2 separate regions of the Zea mays genome follow, and region 1 is linked to region 2. Evidence: chromatin contacts called from public Hi-C data. All regions are on one chromosome and are shown on one strand. The core of a region is the stretch at or near the end of the contact, and the rest is flanking DNA. Distances in the headings are between cores, read along the strand shown. Region 1 holds the start of LOC100191900 (glyceraldehyde-3-phosphate dehydrogenase, cytosolic). Region 2 holds the start of LOC100192698.

The links. A called contact is a pair of places that touch in the nucleus more often than the background predicts.
Region 1: a Hi-C map of leaf shows a contact between it and region 2, with 2.8 times the contacts expected there. The contact joins the promoter of LOC100191900 here to the promoter of LOC100192698 in region 2. A contact is called at or near these places in 3 of 25 Hi-C or Micro-C datasets (bundle sheath, ear and leaf).

Annotation. Positions count from the first base shown.
Region 1 is chr4:244,655,709-244,660,584 of Zm-B73-REFERENCE-NAM-5.0, reverse strand. LOC100191900 (glyceraldehyde-3-phosphate dehydrogenase, cytosolic) reads left to right here and starts at 2,071. Exons shown (of 14, transcript NM_001137324.1): 1 at 2,071-2,377; 2 at 2,797-2,870; 3 at 2,976-3,034; 4 at 3,130-3,168; 5 at 3,550-3,650; 6 at 4,216-4,328; 7 at 4,813-4,876. The coding sequence starts at 2,309.
Region 2 is chr4:244,353,258-244,357,940 of Zm-B73-REFERENCE-NAM-5.0, reverse strand. LOC100192698 reads left to right here and starts at 1,645. Exons shown (of 6, transcript NM_001137901.1): 1 at 1,645-1,860; 2 at 2,036-2,140; 3 at 2,423-2,493; 4 at 3,241-3,346; 5 at 3,782-3,914; 6 at 4,029-4,683. The coding sequence starts at 2,058. The coding sequence ends at 4,163.

The DNA.
Region 1 (4,876 bases), core at 822-3,321, 300 kb before region 2:
CCCTTCATCTATATAAAGGGGGAGGTCTGGATCCGCTTCAAACTGATTTCCGAGTTAATCCCGTGGTTTTAGGAAACAAATCCCGCGAGAAACTAGGAACCCTAACTGACTCTGCGCACGCGCGGACCGTCCGCGACACCACCGCGGACTGTCCGGACCGCGGACCGTCCGGCCTAAGGGTCGGACCGTCCGCGAGACACTTTTGGTCTCCAACATATGCCCCCCTGCCTTTTGGTGAAGGTTGACGAACCAAAAGCATATGAACTAAACCTGATGTAAGTCATCGGCTTTTCAACATGGAGATCATTCAATAAAGCACCAATGTATAAAGGTCGTTTCAGATTGTATTCTTCTCGGCCATGACCACTTGGTCAATGGTTCAAAAGGAATAGAATGGAGGTGCCCCCCAGTCTAGATAGACAAAGGGACTATATATATACCATAGATTCATCATCGTATCATTCCATGTTTGAATAGGATAATATACCAACGATGAGTAAACAGGTGGAAAGTACCCTGGTCTCATAGGATGAATATGCGATGCTTGTTGTGTCGCCTTTTGGGCCGTTTTGTTTACCCGTTTTGTTTTAGCAGGTGACCGAGGTTTCTTCGTTGACCGATCACGTAGAACAGTCTTCTTGCTAGAATTCTTGGAGAGCAACTGATCAAAAGTAGAGTCAGTTTTGATGAGCCGACCATATGTGCTATGCTGTTGCGTCTCTTTCCCTTTTAAGACTTTGTGTGGAGGCTGACGCCTTTGGCCATAGGCGGATTGTCCGGCAGAGTTAGCCGAACCGTCTGTCTGAGCACCGGACCGTCCGCACGTAGGTGCCATACCGTCTGTGATGCTCAGGCCAGGCTGTCGTGCTTGGCTCATTAATTGTGCTTGCCCCCCGGTGCCTCCGGACTTTTTAGCCTTATCGTCCGGAGCCTTTCGAGCAATCTCCTTTTGCAATACATTTGACGTGCGAGGATCGTCAATGATGATGTCTTTGCTTTTGCTTTTATCGGCCATTTCGGGTCGAACTAAGACCTTTTCGCATGCGACATCTATTGTATTAACAGGAAATGGCTGTGTGTCCACTTGTATTTCCTAAAAAGCTCTAAAGTTGTAGGCTCAGTCGAGAGTATTAGCATCTCCAACGGCACTAATTTCGAAGAGAAAAAAATGACGACGGGAAGAATTTAGCTTCGTGTGATTACTAAGAAAAAACAACAATATTAATTAAAATATTTGCTACGTAACATGTCAATTAGCTTTGTGTGTATATATTCTGATCTGCTATGCGTGGACAACCAACCAACCATAAATTTGTTCTGCGCCAAAGTTGCGCGTGTGTACTTTCGTTAGAGGTGACCTTCGGTTGCACAATGCTTCCCAAGTGCTTTTGTTGAAGGTGATTGCCTGTGTGTTCTGCAGTAAAGTTCCACGCGCTCCCAGCTCATCTCTTACAGTCTTATGATCAGAGCCCAAACCCTAGATGACTACTTAGACTCTGTTTGATCCTCGCGGCTAACAATTAGCCAACAAATAATTAGTTAGCAACAATTAGTAAAAGTATGTTTAGAGTCTTTGCTAATAGATGTACTTTCTCTTTACACGATCTATTCGCAATATAAATGATTAATGGATAAACAGTTTGACAACCGTTTGGCTAGCTATTTATTAGCGAGTGTTTCGAAGCCAAAATGCTAAAATTAGTCAGTAAAGTGTTTTAGGTGGGACTATAGTATAGGAGCGACCGAGCAGCATCGATGTGGTCAAAGGTAGTAGCCGCATAGAGGCATACAGACGAATGGAAATTGATCTATTTTTCTTAATCGCAAGCCTGATGGTACCCCTCGTTGTCTTTACCGGAGTGGTTTGGAGTATATTAGCTAGAGCCCAGAGTCTGGGAGTTCCGTGTGGCGTGGCGTGGGGTAGGCGAAGCAGAACAGGCGGCACAAAAAAGCGCAGGCCCGACCCCAACGCAGCGGGATCGCACGGGCACCAGAGTACCAGACCGCCACCTACCCAAGCGGCCGGCGGGGCGCTGCATGCACAGTGCAGACCATTGTTTTTTTTTTCTCCTTTTAATTTCATTTCCTCTCTTTTGACGACGGAAACGAGGCACGATCACACGCTGAACGCTTCCGCCCCGCCGCCACCTTCCCCGCTCTCCTCCCTCCGCTCGCCTCCGCTTCCGTTCCGCGCCCTGCCCCCGGAAGGCAAGCAAAGCCCTCGCTACTTGCGGAGCGTCGTTGGTCAAACCCTAGCACACGTACGAGCAGGCCAGCCCCGCCCGCTCCCATTCCCAGGCCCTCATCCATGGCGGCGCTCTCCGTGCCCCTCCACGCCGCCGCCGGATCCCGCGCCGCCGCGGCCGACCCCGTCAAGGTATACCTGCTCGTAGCCCGTGCCCTCTCCGTCTCCCGCGTGCATGCTGGGTATTTCTCGTTTCTTCGATATCGTTGGCGATTCGCTTGCTGGAGCCTGGAGCAGCGCGCTCGTGCCTCGCGCGGGTGGTTTGCGGGTTCCTTTCGCGGGTTTTCATTGCCGCGCCTAGATTTGGTTCGTATAGTCGTATCCTAGTTCGTTGGCGGTTCGGTGGAGCTCTCGACCGTGTGCTTGGCCAAATCGCAATATGTTTTCCCTGTCGCTGGCTCGCGGCCCTGTGTGTGCCCCTCGGGACGGACGGGAGGACATCAGTTTTGTGTTCCATTGATTGCGGTGTCCTCACCCCTGATGCGGTGACGTGTGATTCCTAGCACATTGCAGGCGCCCCCCACTGATGCGACTTGGCTGATTTGTTGTAGGTTCCGTGCGTGAGGAGCACTGGTTCAGCCCATTTCGGCCGCGCCTTCCCCTCCGTCGCGGTCTCCTCTTTGGCGTAAGTGGTGCTTACTTTTGAGGCCCTAGTCCGTCCCTGTCAGCCTTGTAAGTGTAGTTTCAGACATTGGTACAGTCAGTCTGTCTAACATCTTGTGAATTGAAGTGCGAGGCACATCGAGCCGATGAGAGCGATAGCTACACAGGCGCCCCCTGCCGTGCCACGTAAGTAGCTGTTGTGCCCACCAACGAAACATTTCATGTGAACCGTGCAGCCTGCGGTGGATTTATAGTTTTGTTGTCCCTTTGTTTCTGTGTAGAATATTTGAGTGGCGAGAAGACAAAGATCGGCATCAACGGTGAGTTCTTTATGTACAATCCTAGGAACTAAATTGACGTGAATGAAAACTATCATATTGTAACCTGAATGTGACAGACCATCGACCACCTTTGGCCTTGCTGGTTGATGCGTTCTGTCTTCAGGCTTGGCTGGCCTTTCTCACTAATATCTGGTGTGCATTGCAACTGCACCACATGACATGAGATGTTATGTTTTAAGGTTTTACAAAGACAGTTTTTAGTTCCTGGTTGAGTATTTGTTGCACTAGCTAACTACATTTAGCAAATAGATCATTCTTGGCTTTCTGAGTTACTTTGCAGTTTGATGCAAGTATGAACCAGGTGAACTATATCAGATTCTATTTCTGATTTGCTCTTGCCCTCTTTTCTTGTTACTATAGGCTTTGGGCGGATTGGCAGGTTGGTCCTGCGAATTGCAACTAGCAGAGACGATATTGAAGTTGTGGCTGTGAATGACCCTTTCGTTGATGCTAAGTACATGGTAAGGTAGTTAAATTATTTTTTTGTTATAATATTTGAAATTTCAGATTCTGGACGTTTCATTTAACAACAATGAGCTAATTAAGAGTTCTTTTTGCATTTTCCTTCTGGTTATTTGAAAACTGCTCTACCTGAGCAGAGGTACACAGTTACGGCCCCAACTACAACACTGGATCAATTGAAATAATTATCTTTAATCTGACACAAACCATAGTTGCTGTTATCTCATTTATGTTATGTTTCATGTGCTTTCACTATGTTGCTCAAGTATGATATGTATGTGATGGCTTTACAAAACAGCTGCTATACTGATCATTCATGATGTTTTTATTTTTTTACAAAAGCATTGTTTTCTATTTTTCCATCTACCTTACAAATTTTGTAATGCAAGTGAATGCACATTATTAACTGGAACAATGCAGCTAATGTGAATCTAGCAGATTTTTTAATTCTACTATTACATTTTTTTACTTCACTGTTGATTTAACAACTGCCTATGTCTATGCATGAGGTTTGGTATTGTTTGTGTTTCTATGTTTGTTTCTATATAATCTTCCCCTTTCCAGGCCTATATGTTCAAGTATGACTCTACTCATGGCCCGTTTAAAGGTTCTATTTGTGTTGTGGATGATTCAACCCTGGAGATCAATGGGAAGAAGGTCACAATTACAAGCAAAAGGTAATGTTGATTGAGGTCACATCAGTATCTTATTTGCCTATTGTACATGACATTGTTATATTGCAGTTGTGCTAGTAAGCTTGGATTTGGTGAATACTTGTGGGTACATACCTCGTCCTGTGCTATGGATGAATTGTGCTTGAATTACTTGTAATCACTTGATAAATTCTTATTTCAGTCTGTTTTGAAGACACAAGTCAGCACAATGTATAACTTGCAAGCTTGCCATGCAGTATGCCAAATTTCTTTGATCTGTTACAATGTTCAGTATGTAGACATACAATGTTTGTAAACATTTTACTTATGCTATTTTTTGGAGCACAAGCATGACAGTTTTGTATTTCTGGAGTACTGCACCACTACCATCTTTTGTGCTTATTATAGTCATATAATGATTTGTTGTGTTTTGCATTACTATTTCTTGGTCTGCAGTTTTACAATTTTTTATTCTAAGAACTCACAGAATTTTGCTTCAACATTCCAGAGATCCTGCAGAGATTCCATGGGGTAACTTTGGGGCTGAATATGTTGTTGAATCTTCTGGTGTC
Region 2 (4,683 bases), core at 396-2,895:
CTAATCTCTTGAAGTTGCTTCTAAAAAAATAGACTACTCTATTAGTTAGATTTCAGAACAAACGGGCATTAGACTCTATGTGTTACAGGTTGGGAGGTCGAAATCTTTGCGCGAAAGATTATTTAAACTGGAGGACATGAAAGTGAGACTGTTTGTTCAAGAAGAGGTATGGATAGTACTGTATCGTGTACGATGATTGCCTCCTCCTACCACCTATCGAAAAGATCTGGAGCTGTACCTTTCATGCATTAAGTCGTGTATGATGACTACTGCATTTACTGGAACAGGGACGCCCTCTACGGCTGACAACAACTTCTGGAGGAGGAGGGAGGACACGGCGTCTCTGATGGAGCTTGGAATTGGCTCGGGCGGCGCAACCATTGCTGTGGACTAAAAGAGCTCGCCAGTCGTCTTCACTCTTCAGAGAAGTCGGCAACTTTAAGGCCCTGTTTGATTGCAAAGTATTTAAATACTATAGTTTTAGAATACTATGGTTATGGTTTGAAGTTGTACGTGACAAAAATACTATGATTTTGCTATACTCTGTTCTTAGTCTTTGAAGAGAAGAGAGCTGATGACGCTCTTCCTTGTCCTGCATATTTCTTTCCATGGAAATATATGCATGTAATGATGTTGGCATGCAAAAACTTCTTTCAATTCTTTCTAAGTTAAGATATGTTTATTATAAATTTACAAAGATTGGTTCAGATTTAATTTTTTACTGAAAAAATTATCAAAATTGTTAACAAATAAATACGATAATTTTCAGAAACGGTCGAAACATACCTAAACCGTTTTTGTTTTCTGAATTTTTCTACCGATTTTGTCTCGTAATTTTTTTTTGTTTAGCATTCACTTTTAGTAAAATTTCGAAAACAATAGAAAAGGTGCGTTTGGTATCATTTTTGAACCTGCTTCTGCTTTAAAAGGTAGAAACTAAACTAAAGAGGTTTTCTGTATTATAAATCTAAAAACCGCTTGGACCTTGCTTTAACTGCTTGTCTAATTCGTTATATTAATAAGCAGATGCAATAAATATAAACTAAAATAGAATTAAAAATAATTAAGTGTTACAATAAATAAAACAAAATATTTTTAATAAAAAACATTAAAAATAGAATTGCAAAATCGATTTATTTATAAAAATATAAGGAAAACAAATGTGAAATATGTTTTTAATTAGATATGCTGATATGCTTTTAAATATGTGAGATATAGTTAAATAAATTGTATACACTCAATATACAGTTTGTTTTACTTGTACAACCGTTTGAATCAAATGTTTTTTTAAAACTTTTTCCTTAACTTTTTACAGCAATTTTTTCACATCTCAAACTAAATCAAACGCACACAAAGTCGCCATCGTACGAAGACTGTTTGAAAAGTTACACTTACACGTGTCGCCCGTCGGTTGTCGAAGCAAGCAAAAAGGATGGCCGGTGGTGGCGTCCAAAGTCCAAAGCCAGTTTTTTATTTATTTCTTTCTTTTTTTTACTAACCAGAGAGGGAATCAGTTTGGCTGCAGCTGCACGGATTTGGCGGTTTGCACCCCACCCGACGTTGCTTTGCCCGCAACCTCTGCTTGCCACGACCACGACCCACGATGCAGTGCAGTGGGGCAGCCAGATCCAGTTCCTGGGCGTCCTCCTCCTCCTCCATTCCGGCCCTCTCGCCCGTCCGTCTCCTGCCCCCGTCCCTGGTCGGACCACGAGAGCCCCGGACTGCGTTCACCTCTGCCTTTTGTTCACCCCTCTTGTCTCGTGCGTGCGACAACAACTGGGCGACCGCCGCCGCCGCCCTACGCCAGGTGCGCAGGTCTTCGTCGGATCCTTCGCCGGCGAGGCGACGAGCACCCACCAGGCATGCGCACCCCCTTCTCTCTCTCTCTCTCTCTCTCTCTTCCTTTTCTGCTATTTGGCTATCTGTATTCGGATCCGAGAGCCGATTTTATTACTAATTAACTTTTTTTTTTGCAAAAAAATATATTGGTTGTGCATGTGTACTGTACACCCATGTCCTTCAACTCCACCAACAGGTGATGCCCCCGGCTTAATTGAATGGGCTCTCTTCTCACCAGGACTGGCATCCTGCCATGGCTCCAGGCCAAGATCGTTGATCCCGTGCTGCAGGTCATCAGAAGGTAGGTACCCCGACTCTTTTCCCCACCTGCTGCACTTCTTCTCCCAATTGCTTCGTTTCAGTCCATCTGCTTCCTTTTTCTTTCTTACAAGTAATAACACGGTGTATCTGCTACTAGCACCCGTCCAGTTTTACATAGCTCATTCAATTGAGGTCGTAAAGAATCTGTTGATTTTGGCATTCAGCTCGGCAGTGCCCCTGATTTTGCATGCACGTCTCCTCCATGGCTCCACCTGCTCCTTGAATGAGGTTGTTGACAACCTTCTGTTGGAATGCTGTGCAGGGGAGCAGAACCCAAGCAACTGGCCTTCTCTGCTGCCCTCGGTGTCACGATTGGGATCTTTCCGATATGTGGTAAGGAGCTCCCTAGTATGCATTTCATCGCCTCCACTTTATTGTGCAACTAAAGCGTGACCCATCTTTTCTATTCTCCCCATCATTCATTCTTACTCTGTCAAGTTTCTAGTGGTTCAGTGTTGGTATTCTGTCTAATGTCTTCTGGTTCTTGATTCATCCCAGCTATCATGTTATTGGCTCTATGGGAGGCCAAAAAGAAACCCCCTTTTTAGCTTGGGCACACTTAAAAGTATGACATAAGTTAAAGGAACAATTGGATCTATACCATTAAAAGATCCAAACTTTAGATATATACTATGGATCCCACATGTCATTGACTCATGTGGACCCACATGTAAGTGAGATAGTAATGGTATGGATCCAAAGTGGTGATCTTTTAATGGTATGGATCCAAATTTCCCGAAGTTAAATTGACTAAGGCCTCCTTTGGAATGCGGGAACTTTTCCCCTTTTCTGTGTTTTTTCTGTGAAAATGAATCGATTTCTGTGAAATTTCTGTACGATTCTTGTGAAATTCCTGTATTCCAAAGGAGGCCTAAACTTTTTTAGAACTTCAACAACAGCAGTCATGCTCAATCATGCCTGCAAAGTGCAAACCAATCCGGCAGTCATACTTAATCGCCAATCCTACATTATGTCTATGTCGCTGTGTAATGGGAAACAGTAGCCATTATATCAATTGGCGATCCAGCCATTTGTTCCTCAAAGCAGCATCACTTAACCTTGAGCATTTTGTGATTCCAGGGACCACTGTTATTCTTGGTGCTGTTGTTGTAGCAATGTTGGGAAGTCGTTGCAATGCTGTTACTCTTATGGTTCTAAATTTGGCCGCCACTCCAATTGAACTAAGGTACACACAATCAATCTCCTGGTGGCCAAAGCCCATATCTGATCACCTAGACACCTACCAATGTCTCAAGTCTCTGTGAGGTCATTGCATAAGCTTCAGGGGTGAAGCCAAACATATGGGTCTAAGGATTTTGCAGGCTCTACTAAATCTAACTGAATATATCATCAAATTCTTCCCAGCACCAATAATCTCCTTGATTTTGCTTTACAATTTCTTTTGCCCCTTCCTTTCAAAAAATTTTGCTTTACAATTCAACTGAGACATGCTTTTGAGTTTTGACATGAATAACTGACTGTACATCAGTGGTGTAGGCTTGTAATCCATCATGTTTTTAATTCTTTGGCAGCTCCATGACAAGTTTCTCATTTCACCAGATTCTTTTTTTCTGGTTTCGATATGTTTGGCTCTGCTAATTGATGACCCCCTGTTCTGCAGCTTGATCGTCCCTTTCTTGCGTTTGGGTGAAGCCGTCACTGGCAGCGGGCACTTCCCCTTGACAGCCGACGCATTGAAGAATGTTCTCACCGGTCATGCCTCAAAGGATGTGCTAATGAGCATCGTCCATGCGGTGAGTGAACATCCTTTCCACAAATCAGTCCTGCTCATTCATATGATAGGAGCTCTGTTCTACTCTTGCTTTGCTGGGACATTGACATAAGACTACTGCTATTGTCGACAACAGATGCTGGGTTGGCTTATTGCTGCACCAATTGTACTGGTCGTGCTGTACGCCGTTTCGTTCCCTTGTTTCAAGGTCCTGGTCAACAGGTTTGGTGGTATTCCTTCGAGCCCCAGGACCCCAATCAAAGCGGTGTAGCCAGTGCCTGGCCGGATCCTCTGCAGTTACATCCGTGGACATAGCTGCAGATGTGTCGCTGACATCCGGGGCCGGCCGTGGCGTGGCCCCAAACGTCAGTGACTCGACGTAATTGCAGAGGAAACGGTTTCAGCCAGTGAGGCATGCTGAATGCCCCTGGAATTGTGTGCACCAAGTTCTTTGTGATGCCGTCGGATTGAGATGGGTTCCGGCATCATGTTGCTCGGCCATCCCAGGCACTGGCGAATAAATATGATGACTTGAGAGGCATGTGTCCTCTGTGATTGTGTATGCTGGTTTCACAACCATATATAGCGAGATGCGTATTTATGAATTTATGAAGTCTTGATAAATAAAGCTAGGAAGCACAGGGGTCACGGACCATTGTGCCATTCTTCCCGATGTAGGCGTGGGTTGTGTTCAGCTAAATTTTCTGTGGGCGTTGTACATGCTTGCAGGAATTCAGTGCCAGCTGTTTGAAATTTGAATCATAGGTTCAGTGGCAAGGCAACTTGGTGCT